Regions from separate parts of the Mus musculus genome. Here region 1 is linked to region 2. The links are chromatin contacts, called in public promoter capture Hi-C maps. All regions are on one chromosome and are shown on one strand. The core of a region is the stretch at or near the end of the contact, and the rest is flanking DNA. Distances in the headings are between cores, read along the strand shown.

Region 1 (3,469 bases), core at 427-2,926, 110 kb after region 2:
GGGAGGCAGAGGCAGGCGGATTTCTGAGTTCGAGGCCAGCCTGGTCTACAAAGTGAGTGCCAGGACAGCCAGGGCTACACAGAGAAACCCTGTCTTGAAAAACAAAAAAACAAAAAACAAAACAAAAAAAACAAAAAAGAAAGAAAGAAAATGGAAGAAGATGGTCATAGAGCTACCATCATAGAGGATACCAGGAGAGAGCAGTCAGGGAACTCTGGGCTAGAGTTTTAGCAACATTTAAAATTGACTGGGAGGGGAGCAGTGAGCAGGATGTAAAGTAAAAATAAATAATTTTTAAAAAATTGTCCTTAAGCCCACTGGAAAATTGTGTCTATGAAACCATAGAAAATATCTGCTTTGTTCAACAATGTATCAATAACTCCTAAAAACCTGGCACATAGTCAATGATTAAAAAAATTTTACTGAATGAATAATGAAAAACAAAAACAACTATCAAATCCCATATTCAATTCTGGGACCACAAAGACTAGAAAGTATTATTTTATTTAAGAATTTTAGAGCATTGCCGATTACCATAAGAAATTTCAGTGCAACCGTTGGAGAAAACAAAATGGAAATGACCTAAAAGAAATGGCAATAATGTTTTTATGCAAGAAGTCTCAGGCTGGTCAAAAGCATTTGACACCCTCCCCCCAACCCTGACAACCTAAATTTAATCCCCTGCAGCCAGATGGTGAAAGGAATTCCTACAGGTTGTCCTGATTTCCGCGTGTGCAATGGCATGCGTACACACGCGCGCGCACACACACACGCGCACGCACACGCAAATGCACTCACACACATAGATAGGTTTATTATTTACAAATTATGCCAGACGTGGTACCACAAAAGCATGTAATCTCAGCAGGTCGGGTGCTAAAGCAAGAGGATCACCAATTTAAGGCTAGCCTGTCTCAAACAAGAAAAAAAAAAAAAAAAAAAAAAAAGCAAGAGTTGAGAAACTGCAGCCTCATGCCTGTGCTGCAAGCAGTTTACTAGTGAGCTATGGACCGGATAAAATAAGATTGTGTGTGCGTGCATGTGTGTATGGGTCCTACTATGTTGCACCGGATGGAGCAAGAAGAGATCTTTCTGCCTCATAACACATTCTCGAGTGACATTTTCTTGTATAGGAAAAGGGGACAATGAGCTGTAATCACAGGTACACCGGCTCAAAAAGAATTTCTCTTCAGATGGATAGAAACTTGCTACGTTCCCGTCCCCTTGATCTGGCAGGAGTCCAACACAGTCTGGGGCTGGCCAGTCCAGAGCTGTGCGACAGAGTCCAACGGGGCCTGGCCCTGGAGGCTTTGTTTTGGTTTGATTGGTTTTGGTTTTAGCTCCGTCCCTGACAGCGCAGCACCCTCGCCCTCACCACACTAATCTCGGACCGCAAGAAAACCGAATGCCAGGGAACCAATACCGCCAACCTAAATAAAAACCTCTCAGAAGAATGGGGACCGGCAAGTCCCACCCACCGGCAGTGCGGACCAACTGGCAGGCAGCCGGCTTTTCCATCGACCAATCCTGGAGCGCCTACAATACTTTGCAAGCCTCCCCCTGGGCGGAAATGACGCGCGTTGTCGCGCGTGATTAGCGGAAGCAAAATTTGCTTTGCGGCAGGCAAGGAGCTTGCTCTCTCTTTGGTTTCCGTTCCTGACCCATGTGAGTTACCGGCGACAGCGATGAACTCTATCAAAGCTACGAAGGGGTAAGACGTAAAAGGGAAAGGAGATTCCCGGGTATTTTTGAGGGCTGAATTTCCTGTATTTAGGGAAGTGGAAGCCGAACTGCTGTTTGTTAGAGATTCGCCTCCCCAAACCCTGCCAGTAGTTAATGTATCGGCTAGGAATCCTAAAGTCCCTTAATTTAAATTGGCTTTGCTCCTCAGTTTCTCGGCTCTTAAGTTGCATCGCTGTTAGGTCTGATGGTCGTCCGACTCTTGGCAAAGTTACTATTGATTTCCCTTTATTTGTCACGTGCGCATTTTCTGCCTCTGCCACGCGCAACATGCGCCGTCTGTGAGAGTGCCAAGTTGTGCCAGACCTAACAGGTATTTCATGTTACCCCTCAACGTTAGAAAAATCTAAATGTAGTCGCTTTGGTAATGTTTGCTTAGTAAATACCGAGATCCACTGTTAAGTAATAGTAGGTTTTTCCTAAATTCTAATCACCTTAAACACCCATTTATACAGTTGGTTTCAACCATTACCCTACGTCCTCAGTTATGCGAACAAATTATCAAGATTACATTTTTAATAAGTTGCACTTAATCAAGGCACCTGACCGGTGGGAGATCCATAGAAGCATTAATAGAATGTTTTCGAATGTTTAAAAGGTTTCCCAGTTGGTGGCGGCACACGCCTTTAATCTCAGCACTTGGGAGGTAAAAGCAAGCCAATCTCCAAGTGTGAGGTCAGGCTGGTCTACAAAGCGAGTTCCAGGACAGCTAAGGTTACACCGAACAACTCTTGTCTCAAAAAATAAAATAAAATACACGTTTAAATAGTTAATAGGAAACTGCCTTTGCCTCAAAAGACAGCAGTAGCGTCAGTGGGAAATTGAAGCATAGTAAGTAACAGAAGTGCAGGGTCAGCCACTAACCAGTGTTGTCTTTCCCATGCCGATATTGTCATCTTGGAAGTGATGCCTGACCCCCTTCTAAAAACACTTTAACTAATTACCTTCTGTTTTGTTTTTTTGCACCTCTTCTCAGATAAGAATACTCAGAACTGAGCAAACAGATATTTGTTTAGATCAATAGTTCTCCACCTTCCTAGTGCTGCTCAACCCTTTACTACAGTTCCTCATGTTCTGGGGTTCATGACCACCTCCCAAAACATAAACCATAAAATTACTTTCCTTGCTTCTTCATAACTGCACTTTTGCTACTGTTATGAATTGTAACATGAATAATGTCTGAAATGCGGGATATCTGACACATGACCCATGGGAATGGACCTTTTGCCCCCCCCACACACACACACACCCCTGTGGGTTTTGACCCACAGGTTGAGAACTGCTGGTTTAAAAGAAGAGTTATTTCATGTGCTAATGTTTCTGTGTTGCCTTTTTAAAACAGCCTTCTGGCTTTGAGCCAGCAGGATGATCTAATGGATTTGACAAGCAACTACCCCTTGAGTGCCAGTGAAGATGAGGTAGGTGACAGCTGTTGAACGGATTCAAAATTAGGGTGAACAAAACACTCCTGGAGAGGAAAGGGGAATAAAAATGTGTGCGTGTAAAGAAGGTTACTAAAACTCTAACATATGCTATCTTTTTTTTTTTTTTTTTTTTCTGGTTTTCAAGGCAGGGTTATACAGCTCTGGCTATCCTGGAACTTGATCTGATGCTATCTGAATTTTAAACCTATTCCCCTGACAAAACTACTTACATTGTTTTTCCTCTTTCTCTGTGAACTATTTTAATACCAACACATGGGAAGCAGAGCCTGGTAGCTCTCTATGAT
Region 2 (3,370 bases), core at 385-2,884:
AGACAGATATCTATAACTCCAGCCCTGAATGGGGAAAGCAGAGACCTATGGATCCCAGAAGGTCACTAGCCAGCCAGTCTAGCTGAAAACCATCAGCTCCAGATGTGGCGAGGGCCCCTTTCCCCAAAACTAAGGTAGAGAGTAATAGAGCATCGACTGCTACCCCCAGATGTGAACGCACAGCTGAGAACGCATCCTGAGTGTGCACACATACACACGCATGTCCACATGAAAAATAACCGTTCCAGACTAGTTCGGCCAGTCATGGTGGTCCACATCTATAATCCCAGCACTCATCATAAGTTCCAAGCCAGCCTGGGACACACAGTAAGGCCTTGAGCAGGAGAAATGGGGAGTTTATTTTCATTAAAAATTCAAGATAGTTTTCCTGATGTAGACATTCCTAAAACTATTACCACAATCACAATAAACAAACTTATTCATCACCTCCAAAATGTTCTATATGTCCTTAGTTATCTGTCCCTCCAATTTTTCCAAATCTCCCCAAACCAATGTTTTTCGTCCTGTACGGGTGTGATTCTTTGTAAGAAGTAAATTTCTGTCTAGAGAGAGGTGCTAGGTGCTGAAAACAGTAAAGGATATTTACCTAAACAGTGTGAAATCCAATTATGGAGACTTTTTTGAAATTTCATTTTATTGTCATCTGTATTTGATAAAGTGTAAATGATACATACCAGTTGCTTTGTAGTGAACAGGAATCATTGAAAGTACTTAAACATCTACCGCAATTGCTCAATGGTAGTAAACTTACCTGGCATGGGTAAGCCATAGGTGAGACCCCTAAGCACTGCAAATCAACATTGCCATTGTCATCATTATCATCATCATCACCATCATGTGCTGAATGTAACCCACAAGATGGGCGCAATGCCCAGGCAGTTGATGAATGCCTTTTGAATGGGGCACCTGCTGTTGACGTGGCATTGCCTTCAAACATTTCTCAGTTGTTCTTGTATGACCTGAGGGGTTGTTGTGTGTAGGCACACCTCATCTAGACTGAAAACCATATGTGTGCTGATGGAAATGTGGATAGTTGCTGGATTGATAGCTTTAGAAACAGTGGATACAGGGCTATTGAAGGTTGTAGGGATGAGAGCATCATGGAAATGACTATAGCATCTGTAAAGGTGACCACTCTAAGGATGATGAAGCAGTAGAAATCTCTGAAGAGATGAGAGCTTTACCAATCATAGCTAAGGTATACTGACGGCAGTAGGGATGGTAGGAGGGATGATGGCTGGGGCGTGGGGAGTGGTGGTAGTCACGGTTGTAGTAATGGCTATCTGGTAATGGTAGCAGTAGTGATAACCATCAAGATGATGGCCACAGGAGTGACAGTAATGGTAATCGTGATCGCAGTAATGACTTGGAAGATGCAAATAGACTGGGGGCATTTACTCAACAGGCAGGGAGATTGTTCACCTTCTGATTTCAGAGGTTTAGTCAGTGAGTGTAAAGCCCAAATAAGCCAGAACATGAAAGGACTGTAGTGGATGACCGGAGACAACAGGATTGGGGCTTTTCTCTGACTGTTCAACTCAAGGTCTGTCTGCATCAGAATCTCTGGAGACTGAAGCTGGGACTTCCTTCCTCCCTAGAGGCCGGCAGGGGCCATGATTGCTGTAAGAGCAGGTCACGTGGCAAGGTTTCCTGTATGCTGCTGCTGCTGGGTGTCCATGGCCCGCACCCCCAAGCTGCCACTGCAGCAGTAAAGAGTAGCAGCCCCAGGCTCAGTCTATGCTGTGCCAACTGGCTGGTGCTGGGGAGGCTTTAACAAGAGATTTTTGCATCTTAGCTCCTTGGAGAACAGAGCAGGAGTGCCATTTCTGTAGAGGACCATGTTGCGTCGCAAACCCTCCAACGCCAGTGACAAAGAGCCCACTCAGAAGAAAAAGGTAAGGCGCATCTTTGAGCGTACACTCCTTCCTTCTCTCCTCTACACTCTCTACCAAGGCCTTCATGGACTCTTAGAAGGTGGAAGTTGAACCAAGGCTCTATGTTGAGCTTGGACGTGAGGGTTCTTCCAGAAAGCAAGGGGATGGGGCTCAACGCTCACTTGAGTAGTAAAAGTACTGAAGGTACTTTCTAAACTCTGGAATACAGAGCTATGAGTTGGGCCTTTGGAAGTCTAGAGTGATAGACTGAAGAACATAAGAGTTAAATCCACAGACATCAGTTGGAGAGTTACAAAATGTCGTGTTCAAATTGAATCCAAAGAGCGTAATTAATTTTGTCTCTCTAGCTCGGGTTCTGTGTTGCTTTTGCTCGAGTGTGTCCTCTGGGGACTACCTCATTCAAAGGGCCCTACTAGCCTACCCAGCCAAGGTGGTCACAGACTCCCTAACTCTTTGGCAGGAGCCATAGCCATTTCCCACTAGGCTCAGATCTACAACATCTCCCCCAGGCCACTGGAGATGAAGCAGTAAGTAAATTTCAGACTCAGGAAAAGAGCCCACCCAAATGCCGTAAAGTTCAGGTGGTGGTGGTGGTGTGTGTGTGTGTGTGGGGGGGGTTGAACAGGTTCTTTCTGGGCAAGTGAACTTATGAAGAATGAGAAATGGAGCTGATGACTTGCATGGTGAGTAGGTGTGAGAGCTAAGGGGGAAAAGTTCGTTGGGGGAGGGAAGGGGATTTCAAAGTCCAGGAAGGAAGGTAGCTGTCAAAAATGGCTGAAGTGTTCATCTTCCTGAGACAGGAGCTAGACTGAATGATTCTTGAAGACTCTGATATCCAGGTTTCCCTGGCTGTATGTATAGAGTTCATTTTATGTCAGGACTCTCCCAGGCAATCAGCCTGTCCAGTCTGCATGTCTAAGTGGACCACAGGAATGGTCCAAAGCAGGCCTGACTAGATCCAAGCACCCAAGCCTTAATCAGGGGCCTCCAGGACTCTCACTGTGCCCTATCCATTTTTCCATGGAATTCAACTCAGGTGCACTGTGGGGGGATGCCCCCTTGTCAGAACAGTTCCCAGGCAGTGGGCGACAACTAAGAGACAGGCTGAGAGCATTGGGGTGTGCATCCTGTCCCACCTCTCAGGATCTGGGTGGCTGCCGCTTTCGGCTGTACTCTCTCCACTTCAGCTGCTTCTGTAAGATCGCAGTGGCGGGTAGGTGGAGAAGGGTAAGATTTGTGAATATTCACACAGGGCCTTGTCACCCCACCCCCCCACCCCCGCCAAAACTAGGCCCCAAAGGCTTGTCATTGGCTGCCACTCCTCAAGAGCAAAGCCACTTCCCCTTGCTCTCAAGCTCATGAGAAAAACAGAGACTGCTATATAGACCCTGGTAGGCCCCAAACCACAGCAGAATCAAGCTGGAAGAAAAAGTCTGAGAAAGAGCTGACACCAG

Evidence for each region. Capture Hi-C pulls out chosen DNA fragments and counts their contacts.
Region 1: a promoter capture Hi-C map of liver shows a contact between it and region 2. The contact joins the promoter of Utp14a here to the promoter of Sash3 in region 2. A contact is called at or near these places in 9 of 39 promoter capture datasets (the 3T3-L1 cell line, the C10 cell line, the HPC-7 cell line and 5 more), 14 of 484 Hi-C or Micro-C datasets (B cells, CD4 T cells, CD8 T cells and 8 more), 12 of 115 datasets of contacts at active chromatin or transcription factors (the 230-238 cell line, the HPC-7 cell line, the SCID.adh cell line and 9 more) and 4 of 9 other capture datasets (adipose tissue, liver, macrophages and 1 more).

The regions. Positions count from the first base shown.
Region 1 is chrX:48,255,258-48,258,726 of GRCm38.p6, forward strand. It overlaps Utp14a (UTP14A small subunit processome component), which reads left to right and starts at 1,677. Exons shown (of 15, transcript NM_028276.1): 1 at 1,677-1,711; 2 at 3,083-3,158. The coding sequence starts at 1,686. Gm39511 (a long non-coding RNA gene) reads right to left here and starts at 1,535. Exons shown (of 3, transcript XR_882302.1): 1 at 1,479-1,535.
Region 2 is chrX:48,144,802-48,148,171 of GRCm38.p6, forward strand. It overlaps Sash3 (SAM and SH3 domain containing 3), which reads left to right and starts at 1,635. Exons shown (of 8, transcript NM_028773.4): 1 at 1,635-1,916. The coding sequence starts at 1,860.